Regions from separate parts of the Mus musculus genome. Here region 2 is linked to region 1. A link is a contact called in public HiChIP or PLAC-seq data. All regions are on one chromosome and are shown on one strand. The core of a region is the stretch at or near the end of the contact, and the rest is flanking DNA. Distances in the headings are between cores, read along the strand shown.

What was found. HiChIP or PLAC-seq counts read pairs in DNA pulled down with a chosen protein or histone mark.
Region 2: a contact with region 1 is called in a BATF HiChIP or PLAC-seq map of CD8 T cells, with 12 read pairs. The contact joins two enhancer-like sites. A contact is called at or near these places in 1 of 39 promoter capture datasets (neural stem cells), 4 of 15 datasets of contacts at CTCF or cohesin (CD8 T cells, the NIH/3T3 cell line and stem cell-derived epiblast-like cells), 27 of 484 Hi-C or Micro-C datasets (3T3-L1-derived adipocytes, the 4T1 cell line, CD4 T cells and 17 more) and 26 of 115 datasets of contacts at active chromatin or transcription factors (CD4 single positive thymocytes, CD8 T cells, the HPC-7 cell line and 20 more).

The regions. Positions count from the first base shown.
Region 1 is chr1:88,560,387-88,564,233 of GRCm38.p6, reverse strand. Gm19589 (predicted gene, 19589) reads right to left here. Exons shown (of 6, transcript NR_037971.2): 6 at 2,068-3,658. Among named protein-coding and RNA genes, the nearest start is that of Gm41912, 7.7 kb to the left of the region's middle. Within about 2 kb of position 1,678, at least 33 of the 459 cell types and tissues checked have an H3K27ac peak or open chromatin away from gene starts, as enhancers often do. A contact at or near this core is called in CD8 T cells and memory CD8 T cells, where this site is marked.
Region 2 is chr1:88,682,779-88,686,625 of GRCm38.p6, reverse strand. No RefSeq gene overlaps it. Among named protein-coding and RNA genes, the nearest start is that of Arl4c, 17 kb to the left of the region's middle. Within about 2 kb of position 1,700, at least 23 of the 459 cell types and tissues checked have an H3K27ac peak or open chromatin away from gene starts, as enhancers often do. A contact at or near this core is called in CD8 T cells and memory CD8 T cells, where this site is marked.

The sequences.
Region 1 (3,847 bases), core at 429-2,928:
CTGCTTCTCTCAGAGGACCACATCGAGCAGCCCAAGTACCTTGGAGCTCCCTGTTCTCACCAGTGTCCTGGAGTGCTGTCCTTAGCCCAGCTCCCCTTCCTGCTAAAATGTCTGGTTATATTACTGAATGGCAGAGGCCTGGCTTCAGAGATGGTTTCCACCACCACTGGTGTGAGGTGAGAGGAGACAGAATCTCGAGTGATCACAGGGCACAAAGAGATACCTGTCCAAGACACCTTTACCCACTGGTCCAACTCACCTAGAGTAAACATAATAGATGTAAACATGGCTCCTGGGCATCCCTGCACAGATCTGTAATCAGTCATAATACCGTAACTCAGGTTGGCTGGGCTCTGAGCTCCGAAGCTACGCCATATCTCTTCTGTTCATCAGTGCTATCTATAAGGGGTGCTTACCCCAGCAGGTGAAAGCAAATGGCTATCAATGGGGCCTATAGGGAGGAAAGAGTTCTTGCAAGGGATAGATGCTGGACCAGAGCCAAGAACAGCGATGGCTTTAAGACATCATTGGATAAAGTCAGGCTGGGTCTCAGGTCCTGCAGCTGAGTGAGATCATGACTCTGATGGCATGAGGACCCGAAAAGCCTGTCAGAGCAGGGGAATAGAGTAGGATTGCCAGGCCCCAGGGCCAGTGGGTACTATTGTTCACTATTTCTAGATGGTTGAGATGAGCTCTTCTCTTTGCAGTTGAGGACTCTGTAACCTTCCTCATTGTGTATCCAGAGGGTCCAGACTTTCCTAGGGAGCTCTCGGCTCACAACACGATAGCCATGCCACAGGTGTTACTTACTGCTGCGTGGCTATTCTGGCTTTACTCTAATGCTCATGGACTGAAGTATGAGAAGTCCTGCCTAGGAAGGCACAGAGCACAAGCCACACAATGGTTCAGAGAGGCTGTGGCCAGAGTCAGCCTAAAAGCCCAGAGGTCCCATGAGACAGAAGTCTTGGGCTGGGCATGTGGGGAAAATGAATACAGAAGACCAAACTAGAGCCAGATAGCAGGCAGTAGGTGCTGGGACCTAGGCTGAGAGACCGAATGGACATCTATCCCAGGAGAATCTTGGGTTCAAGTGTAAGTTAGCTAGGGAATGTCATGACGAGGGCCTTCCCCTAAAGCTGAGGGCTCTGAGAGCTCTTTCAACACTGGCCACAAGGAAGGCCTTGTCACCATGGTCCAAAGACCAAAGTACTGGACATGGAACCAGTGAATTCCTGGCCCAGGGATCCAGGATCATCTTTTATTTTATTTTTTTTATTTTATTTTATTTTATTTTATTTTATTTTATTTTATTTCAGAGTTCAAACAGTTGGCCACACTGGGTCAGGTACTGGATCTAGCAAGTGTGCACAGTAAACAGGCCCCAAATCCCTACTAGTAAACGTGTCGGGCAAGGACAGTGGCCTTGTTCATGAAAGAGGAAGATGAAAGATGTCTTGGGAGGTGAGAGTTTGGGCAAAGCCAGGGTACATTGTTGAGAACCACACTCTCTAAGAGGACAGTGTAAAGGAAAACCAGTCCTGTGTAGCTACAGATCCCTGGAGAGCTTGTACACTGATCATGTATAATTGTTGCATGTAACCCCTGCAGCAACAGTGGCCAGGGTGTTCTGTTCCATTGTCCAATGGACAGACATGTTAAACAGTAGGCAGAAGCCTGTCCTGCCCCACAGCGCCCTCTTCTGGCCATATGGGAACAGCCTGTTCTCAGGCTCAGTGGTCAGACGTGGGGACTACTCCCAAGTTGGCTGGGTAGAGAGAGACTCTAGGGGAGAAAGCAAGACATGTGTGAGCCTTTGACTTAGAAAGTGAGGCGGAGGGTACTAAGGCAAAGTGAGATAGAAGCTTCTAGCAGATAGATCCTCACCTTGATTGTGTGCGCACACCTGTGTGCAGTACCTTGTCATCTATAGGACAAGAACGACCACTCTGCTCATTCACCTCCTGCAGCAAACGTGGGTTTTGTCAACCTCCCTGACAGGCTAAGCAGCCAACCCAACTGGCAGCCCAGGCTTTGGTGTCCATTCAGGCCTTTCTCAGTCCTGAATTAACTTTTGATTAAAAAGTTTTTATTAAAGTAACATACTTTCTAATCAAATGGAGAATAGGGAAAAATATAGATGCAAAAATAAAAATGAGCCTATCCAGTCTCCAGGATGTGACTCCATTGCCATTTTCATGTGGCTCCTTCCAAACCCTGAGGTAGTATTAGATATTTTACTCTGCAAGTAATATTTTGTTTTCTTCTGTAGCTGGGCATGTGACAGGAAGACTGAATCTCACACACTTTGTTTGATGGCTTTATCATGCACCCCGACCCCCACCTGTCCAGTGGTCATTTCTCAGAGCCTACCCGTTATGAACCATGACATTACAAAAGCTTATATATGAGGCTTAGTGGCTGGGGTGAAGTCCTGGAAGACGGATCACGAGGTGGAAGGGTCTAGGTTTAAGTTACTAGGATGGGACTATCACACCAGGCTATTACATGCTTGCTAGGGATCTGAGCTCAGAGCCTGATTGCATAGCAAGTGCTTTACTCTGGAGCCGTGTCTACAGACGCTGGTGTAGACACGTCACTGTTGTTTTTAATGTGCATCTATTTCATTACCAGAACAGCCGAACATCATGTGCATTTTTCACCGAAGTCTCTGAAGGGCCATTGGATCTGCAGTTCCTTTCCTTACCCATAGAGAACACGGTACCAGAAATACGACCAGAGGACCAATGGGGTCAATGATCACAATAAAGATGAAGGTGGACACCGGCCCACTTGAAAACCAGATCAGCCTTTGAAGAGCATTAGGATTCAATAATGTGCCTATCTCATCCTAGACAAGGTGCTAGAAAGGGCCTGTGGAGAGGTCAGTTGGGGAGCAGGTATTCCCCAGGAAGGGCTCGGTAGCAGAATAGGCTCCTCTGTTGTGCCTATGAACTACCTGTGGTTTTGTCCTGTTGCTGCTAAATGTGCTTGCAGCACATTTATCTTCTATCCGGGTTGGCTTGCCAAACTGATTCACTAAAGGCTATTTGCCTTTTCTCAGCCAGGCTTACAGGGTTTTTCAAAAACTGTTTCAAAGGAGCAAGTGGCAACAGTTGCTGGCATCTTTGATTCCATTGTGCTTAAGGATCTCCGTGGTCCATCCATTGAGCCCTGCACATTGCGAAATTCTCGAGCAGCCCCAGTGTGAGGAAGGAGCCTGGCTTACACAGAGACGATGTCAGTTGCCAAGAACACAAATGGTGTAGGGTCAGGTGGTATGACTCAGGCCAGCACCTCAAAAGCCAGGTCACCCTGAAGTCAAGAGCTGTGACTCAGTGGCTCACATTCCCGAGTCAAGCATTTGGGAAATGAGAGCATTTATTTGGGTTTCTAGCTGCTGTTCCGGAAAGTGTGCTCGAGGTTGCTGATAACGGCTTCTGCAGCAGATTCCAATTTAGGGATGATGAAAAAGCTCCAGGGAGGCCAGGACTCATCACAATACTCTGCTCCGAGAGACATCAAAGGCCACCTGGATTCATCTGTCTGCCTAGAGGCACAGCTGTTCCCAAGAAGAGTCTCATGCTTGATGCTGTTGTTGGTGGTCCTTTCCCCTCCCCGTTCCATTTTGTTTACTTAGTTTTAAAAGCAGGCTGTATTGCTGAAATAGTAAAAAAACAAAACAAACTGTAGTCATTGGGCCAGCTCACCAGTTGAAGGTGTCTGCTGCTAAGACTAACCACTTGAGTTCGATTTCCTAGTACCCATGTGGTAGGAGGGAACTGACAGCTACAAGTCTTCCTCTGACTTCCACAAGTGTGTTCGCTCGCACGTGCACACACACACACAC
Region 2 (3,847 bases), core at 451-2,950, 120 kb before region 1:
GAGTGAACATGTGTGGAAGAGGCTAAAACATCAGAGATAAATTTGTTCTATATCAGACCCTAGGGGTCACTTATCTTGCCTTAGGAGATTCACTCGCTCTTCAAGGTGCATCCGTATCTCTAGAAAGGCATAGATCTGTTCATGAGGGAGAAGAAAGGTTCCATTGAGAAGCTAATCTCAACACAAGTTTGTGTATGAACCAGTTAGTCCAGATCTCAATAGTGTTATGAAGAGAGGATCCTGAGAGGTCTTTCGGAAGATATCCTGGGATATCTTGGAGGTAGGAGATGTGTGTATAATCAGACAGATGGGGGTAGGGGTGGACATGTCCTCTAATGTAGCAAGGTTTCAGCAGAGAAAACAGATACGGTGGTCTAGATATGTCCCGGCTGCATGGTGATAGGGTGGGAGCCAAGGGCAAGCTGGGGTCTCAGTAAAGAAGAGAATGGTACTGACTCCACAGATGGGAGTCCTCAGGTATTCCTTAAACTCAGAGGTTAGTGTCTTTTGGGGGGACTCCCCAGGATTTGTGGCTCATTGTAGTGCAAGAGTCCTTGAGGGGGTTGATTGGTGGATTCCCCCAAACATCGCTGCTTTGCTGGCCTCTCATCCACATGTGTGTTGTGGAACAGCAGCCTGGGACGCTAGCCCACACTGGGTTGAGTCCTGTCCCTGCCTTGAAGCACTCCATAGCTTTTTAATGAGAGCTGTAAACTTTCAGTCACCTGGGAGCCTGCAAATGGCAGCAGCATTCTAGGCTCAGTGATCACAGTCAGGATGCCACCACCCCATCCTGCTTGCCTATCTCTTGACCATAGTGAAATGATTCTAAAGACCCTGGATTGTGGATGGACCTTTCCTTTCTGTGGCATCCTCAAGGGCCTCTGTAGGGGCTGGGAAGAAGCCAGGGACTCTGTTGCCCAGCCCTATGTGCTGAGTTCTCTAGGGTTTTACAGCATGTGGATGCCCTCTGAGAAGCCCACTTAGCACCTCTCTGAATGCTTGTATTGGCTGCTATTTTCTTCTACATAAAATATTCAGGTTCCCCATCCTGCTCTTGTAACAACCCATTTCCAGCATGATTAATTTGCTCGCTTGAACATGGTCCCTGCCTGGGATATGGCTGCCCCTGAATCCCACCCATGAGTTTGCCATAACTTGTGGCCTCCATCACTGAAAACCTATCGTCTCAGTTTAGTCATGTGTGGTCACAGAAACAAAGGTGACACTTTTCACCATCCCTCAGACAGACTCACTGGTCTGGAGTGGAGCAAGCCTGGTCATTACTGTCTGTAGCTACTGCTCTGAAGGGAGCAAAGTGTGTGTTGGAGACAAATGTTCTGGAATCCTAAAAGACTAGTGGTAGGTAACACCTGGCCACACTCAGGAATGCCTAGTTTGGTCTATCTAACTGCCTGTGTGACAGTATTCTACTAATGGAGACACCCCCAACCCTGAGCAGTCCCATGATGGAGCCCAGAGCAACACTGTGTCTCCAGCTTCACAGTTTGTTTAGACAGAAGACAGAATATCTTCCACTAGACACATGACTTAATCTTTAGTCTTGGGGTGTCCTAAATTTAAATCCTTTGAGAGAACCAAGAAGACGGTTCTCAAAAGCTGGCTCACTATAGTGTACTGACAGTGGTCTTGCTTTATGATGGTACAGGAAACATAAAAACCCACAGCACAAGTGTGACAGCAACACCTGTCAGTTTGCCTTCTGTGATGCAGTTCAGAAACAATTTGAAGGGTAGAAGGGCTCACAATCCTAAGATGGTATCAGAAGAAAGGGGTGGGCATTTTAAGATGAAGTTAGAATGTACCAGCTCAAGGAGTAGTTGTAAAGCCCTTTGTCTCTACTCCACCATGGAGATCTGTGCCCAATTCTAGTTCTACCTACTTCCATAACAACCACTGACCCCTGAGGGTTGGTGTCAAATGGAAGCTTCCCAAGGAGTTTGCCTTCATTACAGAACATGATCCCTCAAGTCTTCAACCCAGCAATTATGGGTCCTGATTCCAAACTAGAATTTAATCGATACTCTCTCATTAGGGCAAGTGTCTACCGGCATCTGCTGAGCCTAGCAACTAAAGTATTTATGACCAGACAAACCTGTTTTGACTGTCCTCTGCTGAAGCTCCATCACAGCCAGCCAGCCATGCCTCACACTGAAAGTTAAATCACTCTGAGCACAGTGTACAGAAACTGTATCCCAATAATCTCAAGGAAATGGAGATTGTAGGAGTCAAAACTCATATCAAAAGGTATACATTCTTCACGGTGCACATTGTCACCTTTCAGGTCTGGGCTGAGTTTATTGTGAATTTCTTAATTCTCTACTGTGGACATCACAATTGGTCAAGCATTGTTGGGAATTCAGGACACCATCTCAGGGAAGGAGCTACAGCACACCCCCAACCCAATCCATCCAAGAGTCTGCTTGGCCTCTCTCCTCTAGCCAGGGAATCTCTTGGGGTGTGTCTCTGATTCCAATTCCTTGTCTCAGGCACTTCCTGCATTTGGTGGCATTCAAAGCTCTGCCATTGAAGGCATCAGTGACTGTGTCCCCTAAGGAACCTCAGCTCCAGACTCTCTGGCTCAGCAGTTCTAAACCTGTGGGTTGTGACCCTTTTTTGGGGGGTCAAATGACATTTTCACAAAGGTCATATATCCTACATGTCAGATATTTACATTGTGATTCATAGCATCAACAAAATTAAAGTTATGAAAGAGCAATGAAATAATTTTAGGGTTAGGGGTCATCACAACATGAGGAACTGTATTAAAGGGTCACAGCACTGGACGATTGAGAACCACTGCTCTGGCTCCTCCAAATTCATTCTTCCCAAACAGTGGTCCATGGAGATCTGAGGTCCCTCATCCCACTGACACTGGTGTCCATCACATGCAGTTGTACCATGTCGCTTCTGTGCCTACTGTCCCCACTGCTGTTGTTGGTGTATGTATTGGCTTGCTTCTCTTCTCCTGGCATACCTATTACCCAGAAGAGTTATTGATATCAATGCTGGCCACCACATGGCTGTATTGGAGGTGGAGAAACCTGGGGCAGAGAATGAGGCAGGGAGGGCTGAGAGGAGACAGAGTAGGGACATACAGGCCACTGCAGGTCCCAGCATGTAGGCCATTCTAGAAGAAATAGAGGGCTTCTGTGAAAGATATGCATCTTCTCACAGCGGGTGCAGGTCTTTGAGGATGGAGGAGGTCTGTTGGGATGCTCTGAAGGTTGTGTTTGTTTATAATGGATTTCTAGACCAGACTAGCCTTGAACTCCCTATGTAGTTGAGGATGACATTGAAATTCCAGCCCCCCCTGCCTCTACCTCTTTAGTGCTGTGATTACAAGTGTGTACCAACTGGCTTATGTGGTTCTGGAGATTGAAACCAGGGCTTGAAGTATGCTAGGCAACACTGTACCAAAGGCTCAGCCCCTGAACTCTGTGTTTAAAGGGCTCTTCCCCATGAATGTCACTCTCAGATTTAGGAGGAAGCTATGGTCCCTTTGAAGCCAGTTCTTTTCCTGGCTCTAGTGGCTACCACTCCGTGCAACAACCCAAGATCATGGTGGGTTTCTACTAATACACTGGAATGGGAAAGATGTCCTGGGGGACTTGGACACATTTTTGGAAGCATCATTGCCCCATAGGCATGGGACCAGCACAGGGCATGACACTCTATGCTAGTATAGCCTTTGATTTCTGAAGATACTGATCAGAAGAAGCCAAGGGTCTCATGAGTGTGTTCTCCTGGAGGTGCTGATGATATCAAAATGGAATCCCAGGGAGGCAGGGCTGGGGGACTGGGATCCTGAAAGTCTCTGCCAAGG